Linked DNA regions of Mus musculus: regions 1 and 2 are each linked to region 3. Evidence: chromatin contacts called from public promoter capture Hi-C data. All regions are on one chromosome and are shown on one strand. The core of a region is the stretch at or near the end of the contact, and the rest is flanking DNA. Distances in the headings are between cores, read along the strand shown.

The links. Capture Hi-C pulls out chosen DNA fragments and counts their contacts.
Region 1: a promoter capture Hi-C map of pancreatic islet shows a contact between it and region 3. The contact joins the promoter of Rhpn1 here to the promoter of Mapk15 in region 3. A contact is called at or near these places in 3 of 39 promoter capture datasets (embryonic stem cells, frontonasal cranial neural crest and neural stem cells), 2 of 484 Hi-C or Micro-C datasets (embryonic stem cells and uterus), 4 of 115 datasets of contacts at active chromatin or transcription factors (embryonic stem cells, microglia and pancreatic cancer cells) and 3 of 9 other capture datasets (adipose tissue, liver and pancreatic islet).
Region 2: a promoter capture Hi-C map of pancreatic islet shows a contact between it and region 3. The contact joins the promoter of Smpd5 here to the promoter of Mapk15 in region 3. A contact is called at or near these places in 1 of 484 Hi-C or Micro-C datasets (embryonic stem cells), 4 of 115 datasets of contacts at active chromatin or transcription factors (embryonic stem cells, memory CD8 T cells and pancreatic cancer cells) and 1 of 9 other capture datasets (pancreatic islet).

Annotation. Positions count from the first base shown.
Region 1 is chr15:75,702,736-75,705,903 of GRCm38.p6, reverse strand. It overlaps Rhpn1 (rhophilin, Rho GTPase binding protein 1), which reads right to left and starts at 1,616. Exons shown (of 15, transcript NM_001163465.1): 1 at 1,430-1,616. The coding sequence starts at 1,510.
Region 2 is chr15:76,292,931-76,296,112 of GRCm38.p6, reverse strand. It overlaps Smpd5 (sphingomyelin phosphodiesterase 5), which reads right to left and starts at 1,741. Exons shown (of 7, transcript NM_001195537.2): 1 at 822-1,741; 2 at 651-723; 3 at 289-429; 4 at 129-218; 5 at 1-35. The coding sequence starts at 1,679.
Region 3 is chr15:75,991,976-75,995,128 of GRCm38.p6, reverse strand. Mapk15 (mitogen-activated protein kinase 15) reads right to left here and starts at 1,360. Exons shown (of 14, transcript NM_177922.2): 1 at 1,201-1,360; 2 at 186-284; 3 at 28-57. The coding sequence starts at 1,269.

The DNA.
Region 1 (3,168 bases), core at 367-2,866, 290 kb after region 3:
TCCCCACCCTCTGGAAACAAAGGCCGTCTAACCATGGCTGACCTCCATGGTGGCTACTCTTGTCTAACTCTGGGAGAACTTGCCATCAGTACAGACATCGCAGCAGCAGTGGCCAAACCAGAACAGGGCCTGGCCACGACCAGGGAGGAAAGGCATGGGGGTCAGAGAAACAAAACCTCCCACTCAAAGACCCAGTGACCTGTACTGGGCTGGTCCTCAAGGATTAGCAAAAGGTGGGGGGCGGGGGGACACAGTTATCCCCACACAGGCCTGGGAATAGAAAGAAGGAACAGAGCAATCCTAAGCCTTCCCAGGCTTCTCTTACTGAGTCAGCTCAGGGTGGGGGAGTCCCACACTATCCACAGGGAGGCTGACCAATGCAACATGCACTTCCTCCACAGGGCACCTGAAAGGCATGGCCACCCTAGGAAGAAGAGTTCCTGGAGAACATGTTGCAGGCTGACTCCGTCTCCCTCCCTCCCTCCTTCCCTCTCTCCAATCTAACCCCTCCCCAGTTTGAGCTAGTCACTGTGGTATCAGGCATGCCTGGTTAGGATGGAGCCCTTGAGGGTTCTGTCCAAGTCCCAGTGCCTTCCTCTCTTCCTCTTCCTCTCCCTCTCCTCCCTCTCCTCCAGGAGACCTGATACACACACACACACACACACACACTGGATAGAATCAGCCAGCAACAAAGTACAATCTGACACCAGGAAGGAAGGTGGGCAAAGAGCCATGGGAACACCCGGGAGTGTTGTGACAGCAGCTTCTGCTTAGCAGCCCCTGGGGATGGGCAGGAGTACCCCAGAGCCTACACACATACTAAGAAACCCAAACACTCACTGACCCCTAGGAAATACCCAGACCGGAGAAGCAGAGAAGGTTAACATAATATCCCTTAGGCAAAGAGCAAACTAGTTTCCACTTCACCCCTGTGTTCCTGGAAGCCCAGGCACCCTCATCTCCAGACTCAGGAGCTTTGGAGGGGATGTATGTTGGGGAAAAGTAGTCAGGCTTCCCCGTGAAGTTCCGAAGGTTTTTGCTGTCTGCTGTCACAATCTAACCACTAATGGACACTGACTCCTACAGCGGGGCACGCAGAAGACACTGTTAGAGAAGGAGGCTTTCTAGACGTCAGAAAAAAACACGTGCTTGCTTGTGGAGGTGAGGGAGTGGGGGTTGTCACCCATCAGAACCAACTTCTTGGTTCTGAGACCCAAGGGGTTCTCTAGCTTCAGGGGAACCATCTAGACCGTGACTGCTCCAGTGTTACTCCCATCGGGCTGGAACACCGGCTCTGGTCTCTCCTTGGGACCTCAGTATCCCCACCTGGCATTCAGGGGAGCGGGTCCCAGGAAGGAAAGGCCGGGAAGGCCGCACTGCACAGCGCGGGGCAGGAGGCTGAAGACCCATATCCCTGCTCAGCCCCCACCTTGCGGATGCTGCCGTCGTCCTGCGGCCGAGAGCTTTCCTCGCCAGTGCCCTGGCCATCTGGCCTCTCCTCAAGGATCATCGCTGCTCGCTCGGACGCTGACTCCGAGAGGCTGCGAGCAGCAGGCCCCTCGCGCTCCAGGGAGGATCAGCCGCGCTGCTCCGACTGTCCCCCTCCTGGAGGGTCCGACTGACCGGTGCGGCAGAGCGCGGGCCCCGCCTGCAAAACTTGATGTTGTCCAATCAGAGGTGAGGGCTACTCCGATGGATAGAAACTACTACCAACCAGAGTGAGAGAAAGGCGGGCTCCAGGTAAGGGATCTGGTAACTCTTAGCAACCAGGGCCGCTCGCCGATCAGGGTACGCATGCGCAACGCTAGGTGTTAGGCGTGCGGAGAAAGTTAGGAAAAGACAAGCAGAACTGGGGGCGGCGACCAAGAGCCGCTGCAGCCTCTGCAGGGACTTCAAGGCTTTATCTCGTCACCCCGGCAACGGGACCCTCCAGGATTGCTCCAAAAATGTTTACAATGGGGTTTTTTAAACGGTTTGTTAGAGACAAGTGCTTGTGCTGATTCTAAAACAATGCCTGCTTTCTTCCCGGCACTAAGAGGCAAAGCGCCGCTGCGGTCCCCTTGCTTCCAGAACCGCCCCCAGAAACCTCGCCTCCGGGACCTGGTTATGCATTTTGTTTCCAGAGCCTACATTCTCCTTGACCTCCTTGTGCTTCCAGAACCGGATCGCCTTCCAGAACCCGAATTGGTTTTAAGAATTGGACTTTTTCCAGAACTCGAGCTCCTTGCAGGGCTTACTCCGAAGCACTTCTCAAATTCATGTGGGCTGGCTCACACTAGATGAGCTGAGAACACAGCCTAGAAATGAGTGGCTAGCCCTTTGTCAAGCTGCTCCAAAGGTCAGCCTCCTCCACGCTGCCCGCCACCCTGGTCACTGCTTGCCCTGACTGAGTCAGCGACTCAGTCTCTACGCCCCATCCCCCTCACACACACCTGGCTCTGTCATCCCCAGATCTAAATTTGCTCGGCTAAGCTCTTGGATGTCCCTGGACAGTGGGCCCCCGCCAGAAATGCTTCTCTCATCTGCCCCGCTAGCCTCTCCAAACTTCCTGGCATTTTTGATCCCAGGGCAGCATTGTCCCCTCCCCTCCCCTCCCCTCCCCTCCCCTCCCCTCCCCTCCCCTCCCCTCCCCTCCCCTCCCCTCCCCTCCCCTCCCCTCCCCTCCCCTCCTTTCTTTCCTTTTCTTTCCTCTAGTATCTTCCTGTGGAGTGTCACCTAATTTCACTTCTTCCTCCACTGACATCCTCATGAGCAGCCTCCTCCATCTCCGGGCTCTTATGCTGCCTAGGTGTGGTCATCACCTTAGAACTAAACAGAGACCACATGTGCTGTCACCTAGCACAGCTGTCACCCTCCTGCATAGGCACCCCTGAATTCAGACTTCTGTGTCTTCAGAATCCTGTGTGCTTAGACTGACATCCACCCAGCAAAGCATGCCTGACTAAAGCAACTGTTTCTCTTAAAGATTTATTTTAATGTGTGTGTGTGTGTGTGTTTCTGCAGATGAGCACTGTGCCTGCAGAGTCCAGAAAAGGGTACTTGAACCCCAGGAACAAGAGACTACAGGTAGTTGTGAACTATTGAATGTAGGAGCTGGAAACCTAACTTTGGCCTTGCGTTAGACTGGTCCACATCCTTAACCACTGGACCACCTCTCCAGCCCTCCCA
Region 2 (3,182 bases), core at 492-2,991, 300 kb before region 3:
GGAGTGGCGTAGCATGGAGGAATTCAAGATTGTCCCTGTGGAGTCCAGGGAAGAGCAGACTCAGCAGCAGGCCACCTTGCTGACAGACATCCCACAGACTTGTTCTCCCACCTACCCAGCAGCAGTACCTAAGGCCCAGGGCTGTTCCTGGCAAACGCCTAGCCGGCAGGGGTCCTGAAAGCAGCTGAAGAGTTTATGGCCCTGCTCCTTGGCATGATCTGTGGAGAAAAGCCGTTTCTCAGTGGGCAGAGCTGGGTCTCTTGGCTCCACCTCACCCCAGCTTCTTACCTTGGGAGCAGTTGTCAAAGTTTAGATCTCCCAGGAGGACGCTGAAGGCTACAGCCTCATCACTCTGCCGGTTCTCAGCCTCGAACTCTTCCACCCATTCCAGCAGCAGCGTTAGCTGTTTGCAGCGAATATGTCCATCCTCTGAGAGGAGAGATGAAGTTGGCTTAGCCCAGAGTAGGGATCTAAGACCTCACCCTGTGGGTCCTGATCTGTAAACCACCCAAGGCATTTCTTGGGATGTCTGGGGCAGAGAACATTGGGATGTGGGGACAGACGTGTTGGTAAGGTTAAGGGACCTACTGCCTTCGAAGGAGAGAAGAGGGGCTACCTACCCACATTTCAAACCCTCCTGCAGGGCTCACCAACGGGTGCATGCAAATGTGTACAATGAAGGTATCCCACGATGGGGTGCCCGTCCACGATGCCTAGCTGCGCCTGCAACACCACCCACAGTTCCAGGTCTTCTTGCTCTCCTGGTTAAATCTATTGCTTACGCTCTCCCCGCTAGGGCTCACTGCAGCCTGGGTTAGTACCTGGACTGATAGTAGACCTTTGGAGGCCATGGCGTCCTCGCGACGAGCGTTAGGAAAGCAACGGAAGGTGGCACGCAGCAACGGGTAGCGCGAGGCCAGTAGAAGCCCACTGCCCAGTACCTTGATGTACGGCCCAGCCATTAAGCCAAATGTGCCCACATCATATATCACCGGGCCCAGATTTGGTACCAAGACACGCACAAGACGACGAGCTGCGCGGAGGTCGAACACTTCCTGCAGACACACGAAGTCCAAGCCCATAGGTAATGTGGCCTTCAGCTCACCACCAGGCACCCTAGGCGGCGGCTGACTGCATTCGGAAACCCTATACTGTGACGATTGAAGGCTATCTAGCAGTGCGGCCCCTACAGCCTCGGCGCGCTGCAGGCTGTGCGACAGGTTGTTAAAATGAGCCAGCCCGTGGGGCAATAGGCACAGATTAGCAGTGAGAAAGACAAAGCAGCGCCGGCGCTCAGCAGGCGGATGCCAGGGCTGTGGCCACACCCAGCATGCCGGAGGGGGCTGATAGCAGAAGGGGCGGCGCCAGACCTGGAGGGGCAGCCAGAGCGCAAGGCCGACCAACGCTAAGGGTAGGCCGACCACCACCAGTGGTAGCAACACCCCACTTCCTGCCAGGACTTTGAACCACCCCAAGCTTTTGGATCGGACGCTTGGTGCCCAGCAGCCCAGCAACTGGTCCAGGGACCAGTAAGTCGGGAAAAGCAGCACGCGGGATAAACTGTAGAGGGCTTGCAGCACTGGGTTCGGGAAAGGTGAAGGCCTCAGGGCGTTGGGTGTCAGGGGCCAGTCCTCTTGGGGCACTGGGCTCCTTCGCCGCGAAATGTCAGGGAGACTCATTGGTTTCCAGCGGCGGCGGAGGTCAAGACCAGGTGGCACAACCTGTGCGCGCCGCTAGTAATGCCCGGACGTCCCGCGAGCCTGAGTGCTGGCCACTGGCCCCACCCACTCAGAACTTCTGTGGCGGTTGGAAACGAACAACAATTTAAAAAAAAAAAAAAACCCGTAAAAGAAATCCGAGCTTTACAGCCCTGCCCTATTTCCTCCTTGTACTTGCGGGGGTCCACTTAGTGCTTCGGAGAAAAACTTAGGGCCCTGCCTACTCTCCCCTCCCCCACCCCTCCAATACACTTTACAGCCTGACTACTCACAGCCAGGTAGGTTCACCACAGCCTCTCAATCCGGTGCCTGGCTTAGTGCAGAGACTCAGCACCGATGGCTTGCAGAGGCTGAGACTTCAAACCCGGGGAGGGACCGTTAGTTCTACACCTGAGGCAGCTTGCCCAGACAGGTAAAAGGAAATCCTCCATTCTATGAGCCCTGTAACAGACTTAAGTTCTTTTAATTCTGTGTTTTATTTTTGTTTGTTTTGTTTTGTTTCTCGGGGCAGGGTTTCTCTGTGACTCTGGCTGTCCTGGAACTTGCTCTGTAGACCAGGCTGGCCTCGAACTCACAGAGATCTGCCTGCCTCTGCCTCCGGATTGCTGGGATTAAAGACATGTACCAGCACCGCCCCTCTTGACTTTAGTTTCTTGACAATGATCCCTTGGGCTTTCACAGACTTTTCTTGGCTCCCCTTGGAAGTCTGACTCCTTAACTCCAGCTGTGAGCCAGCAAACACCCTGACATCGACCATCAGTGTCTCTTAAGTAACCCATCAGGTTTGTCTTGGCTGGCGATCTTCAGCCGGCTTGCCAGGATAGTCCTGGAGACTTTGGATGAAGGCAACTGTTGATGAGCTGGGCAGTCTGGGCAGAAGGCATTGAACTCTGCAGGGCAGGTGGGGGTGGGGGTGGGGGTGGGGCGAGGTATCCCAGCTGGAGAACCATGCCTCTTTCTAACCGGAAGTTGTATTGGTACTGATAGATTCCTGTTTGAATCCGCCCCCCCCCCCCCAAGGCTCTGCTGTTCCTTGACTGGCAAGAACTGGTTTTCTAAGTCCCTAGTTCTTTTATTCCTTTCTGCCTTGTCACTGCCCTAGCGCCTGCAACTTCAGGCAAGCCAGAAACTACTCCAGGCTTTTCCACACTGCCCTTCTCATGAACCAACCCCATTTTGGTCTCCACTCTTCTAGAAACACCACGATGTTTCCAATCTCAGCCTACCCATTGATTTCAATACCCCCCTCCCACAAGGGCCCCAATTTTTCCAACCCATGTTCCTTTTTTTTCATTTATTTATTCATTTTACATCCCCATAGATGCCCCCTGCTCCTGGTCCCCCCTCCCACAATCCCTCGCCCTATCCCCCCCAACCCATGTTTTTCATTCTCTGGTCAGCTCTGGTCCCCCATGCTTAGACAGAACCCATCCTTTTCTCAGACCTTGGGCATCTTCACAAGGG
Region 3 (3,153 bases), core at 111-2,610:
GGTGGGAGGATGGCCTGGGTCACCTACCTTGAGAAGCATAATCTCACGGAAGGTCCTCTGTAAGAAACAGAAATGCCCAGCAGGGCTGACCCAGAAACACCAGGAATCCTGCCATGACGGGCCCGCCCACCCCACTCCACCCCACCCCACCCCACACTCCCCATACTTCCTTCCTGCTCCATTACCTGAGCATCTATCTGGTCCCTAAAGGCATCAAAGATTTTCTTGATGGCCACAACCTCGCCAGTCCTCCGGTCCATGGCCTTCCACACAATGCCATAGGCCTGGGGAACACATGGATCAGCTTGCTGAACATGGGCCCTCTACTCCACATGCATCTATATTCCAGCCAGCCCCAGCCAGCTCTGGATACTGGGAGGGGTCAGAGTGCAACAGGTCTGGAGTGAAAGAGCCAACAACTAATTGTATCACGTTGTGGAGTGGGAAAGGGGATGAGAGCGAGAGAGGTCCCTATGTGGGTGTGAAGACTACTGGGCAGGACCATCTATCTCTAGAATGACCTTTAACCCTGCCAGCTCCCCACACATTCTCCTTCCTCCCATCTATGCCGTGCACTGGCCCAAGCTCCCAGCCTCGCTTAGAGGTTGGCTCTCTACTCTCTCGGCCACTCCTACCCATTACCAGTACGGAGCTTCACCAGAGAAAACAGGACTAGCTTTGTAAAGTATTAACTAGTGCTACAGCTCACCAATTAAAGTCAGAGTTTTGAAGGTTCCCCAGATCCCTTCTACACAATGGGAACCACTCCCAACTCCTCCTGGCTCTGTGCATAAAAATGTAGCGTCTCCAACAGCCAACCGGTCTTTGTTTCAGGGCCTTTGCGATTGCTGTCTGCTTGCTGCTCTCCATGATACACAGAAAACGCACGCACAATTACACACATTCACACATATAACCCCATATGCCCAGTTACAATCACGAATACACCCATGCTCACAATTCCTGCTCTGATTCTATGTACCCGCTCAGACCTTCCTGAGCCTGCCTTTCAGGGCGAGGTTCTCGAGTGCCACCTGAAAACATTGTTTATGAAAACAGGGGGACAGGAGTTTCGGAGGAAGCAGGATACGAGCCCAGGAGTCAGCGTCCGGTGTCAGGAAAACTAGACTTTGAGAGAGCTGACCAGACCCAAAAGTGACTGCAGTGCCCCCTCATATGACGGGACGTCCCCGCACTCACCCCCTTCCCAAGCCTCCGCTTGATCAGGTATCTCTGGGCTACATGACGGTCCACCTCGGCAGCACACATGGCGAGAGGCAGGCGCTGGCTCTAGGGGTCCACCGATTCTTTCTCTGGAGCTGGACCTGTTGATCCGTTGGCTTGGGAACCAGCAGCCGCGATGCTCCTCCCTTGCGCCTGCGCCAATGGGCGGGGTCTGCAGCCAGCCCCACCTCTCCACTCGGTTTCTCCTAGTCAGTGCTGCACGCGCGGGGTGGAGGTTGAGCTAGGAAGGCAGCTCTGCCAGCCCCTGGGTTGTGCACGTCCAAGGGTACAAGGAGGTACTGAGTATTGGGGATTCAGAGCCAGGCTCTCTCAGGAGCGAAGCTGTTGGATGCAAGAGTGGATGGAAAGTTGGCAAGATCAGGGTGTGGGGGGTGCCCTAGACCCTGGTGGAAGAGCAATAGAGCACTAGACCCTGAGAAAGTGAGCCCAGCGCTTTGAGGCTCTAGGCCTGCTTGGCAGGGGAGTTGAATGGAGCCCAAAAGCATGGACACCACCCAGAGGACAAAAACACTGGGCACATTGATGAGAGGGAGGAGGTTGCAAGGGGCCAGGAGGTCGCGGATTATCTTGAGTACAAGAGCAGGGAGCACAGTGCTCGGAACTGGATCCTTTTGCCTTTGTTAGGATATGGGGAGGATGGCAAGCCTGGGCTGACCAGAGAGACCCAGAATGCAAGGCATGTGGCTCAGTGGCAGAGTGCTTGCTTAGCATGCGCGAAGACCAGAGTCCCATCCATAGCACCCCCAACAAAACGAAAGATGGAAGATGCCGGTTATGCATCCTGCAGGTTCCTATGCCTCAGTTTCCTTAAGAAAACTGGGTGACACCCAGGGACCTCATCCCTGAAGGCAGGTAACCACCAGGGCCTCCTACCCCCACCCCGGAAGCCACAGGGAGAGTGATCCCTATGCTTCTCCTGTCAGTCACCTACTTTTAGGACCCTCTCTTGTTTCCACCGGATGCTCTGGGGAGGCCTGGCCCACGGCAGTCACTGAGAGTGAAGGACCATTCCATGACTCAGCGACTTAGCGTCACCTAAGCAGGGTCCACTAAGCCTGAGTGGAGTGGTACATAGAATAAGGGCAGGAATTACGTGAGCCTGGGGGTATATGAGTTAATTTTGTTGTTGTTGTTTGTTTTGGTTTGGTTTGTTTTTTGGTTTTTCAAGACAGGGTTTCTCTGTATAGCTCTGGCTGTCCTGGAACTCACTCTGTAGACCAGGCTGACCTCGAACTCAGAAATCTGCCTGTCTTCTGCCTCCCAAGTGCTGGGATTAAAGGTGTGCAGCACTGCTCGGCTAATTTTGTGTGTATTAGAGAGCTTAGGCGTTGGAGGGAGCAGGTAACACAGGATGTATTGGACTAGAATGCCACCTGAGGCACAGAAGAGAAGCAGGAAGAGCTCTGGGCTCTCACGTTCACTGTCAGAGGGCCAGCATGCCCAGGGACCAGCCCTTTTAGCAAGGTTTAAATCTGTTGTAGACACTTGGGAGGCAGAGGCAGGCAGATTTCTGAGTTCGAGGCCAGCCTGGTCTACAGCGTGAGTTCCAGGACAGCCAGGGCTATATAGAGAAACCCTGTCTCAAAACAAAACAAAACAAAAAATCTGTTGTAGATAAACATTTGTGTAAAATGTTTACACAAAATGTGTATAATACAGTGAATATGAATTACCAAAAAAAATTTGCAAACTTCAAACTTACCAAAGAAAGCATCATCATTTCCTTATAGCTTATAGTGGGCTGGGCAGTTAAATCACCCTGTTCTGCCGCTTTTGAAAAAGTTTCTTAAGGCTGGAGAGATTGCTCAGTTGCACTGACCGCTCTTCTGCAGGATCCAGGTTCGATTCCTAGCGCCCACATGGCAGCTCAGTTACAACTGTCTGTGACTCTAGTTCCAGGGGATCCCA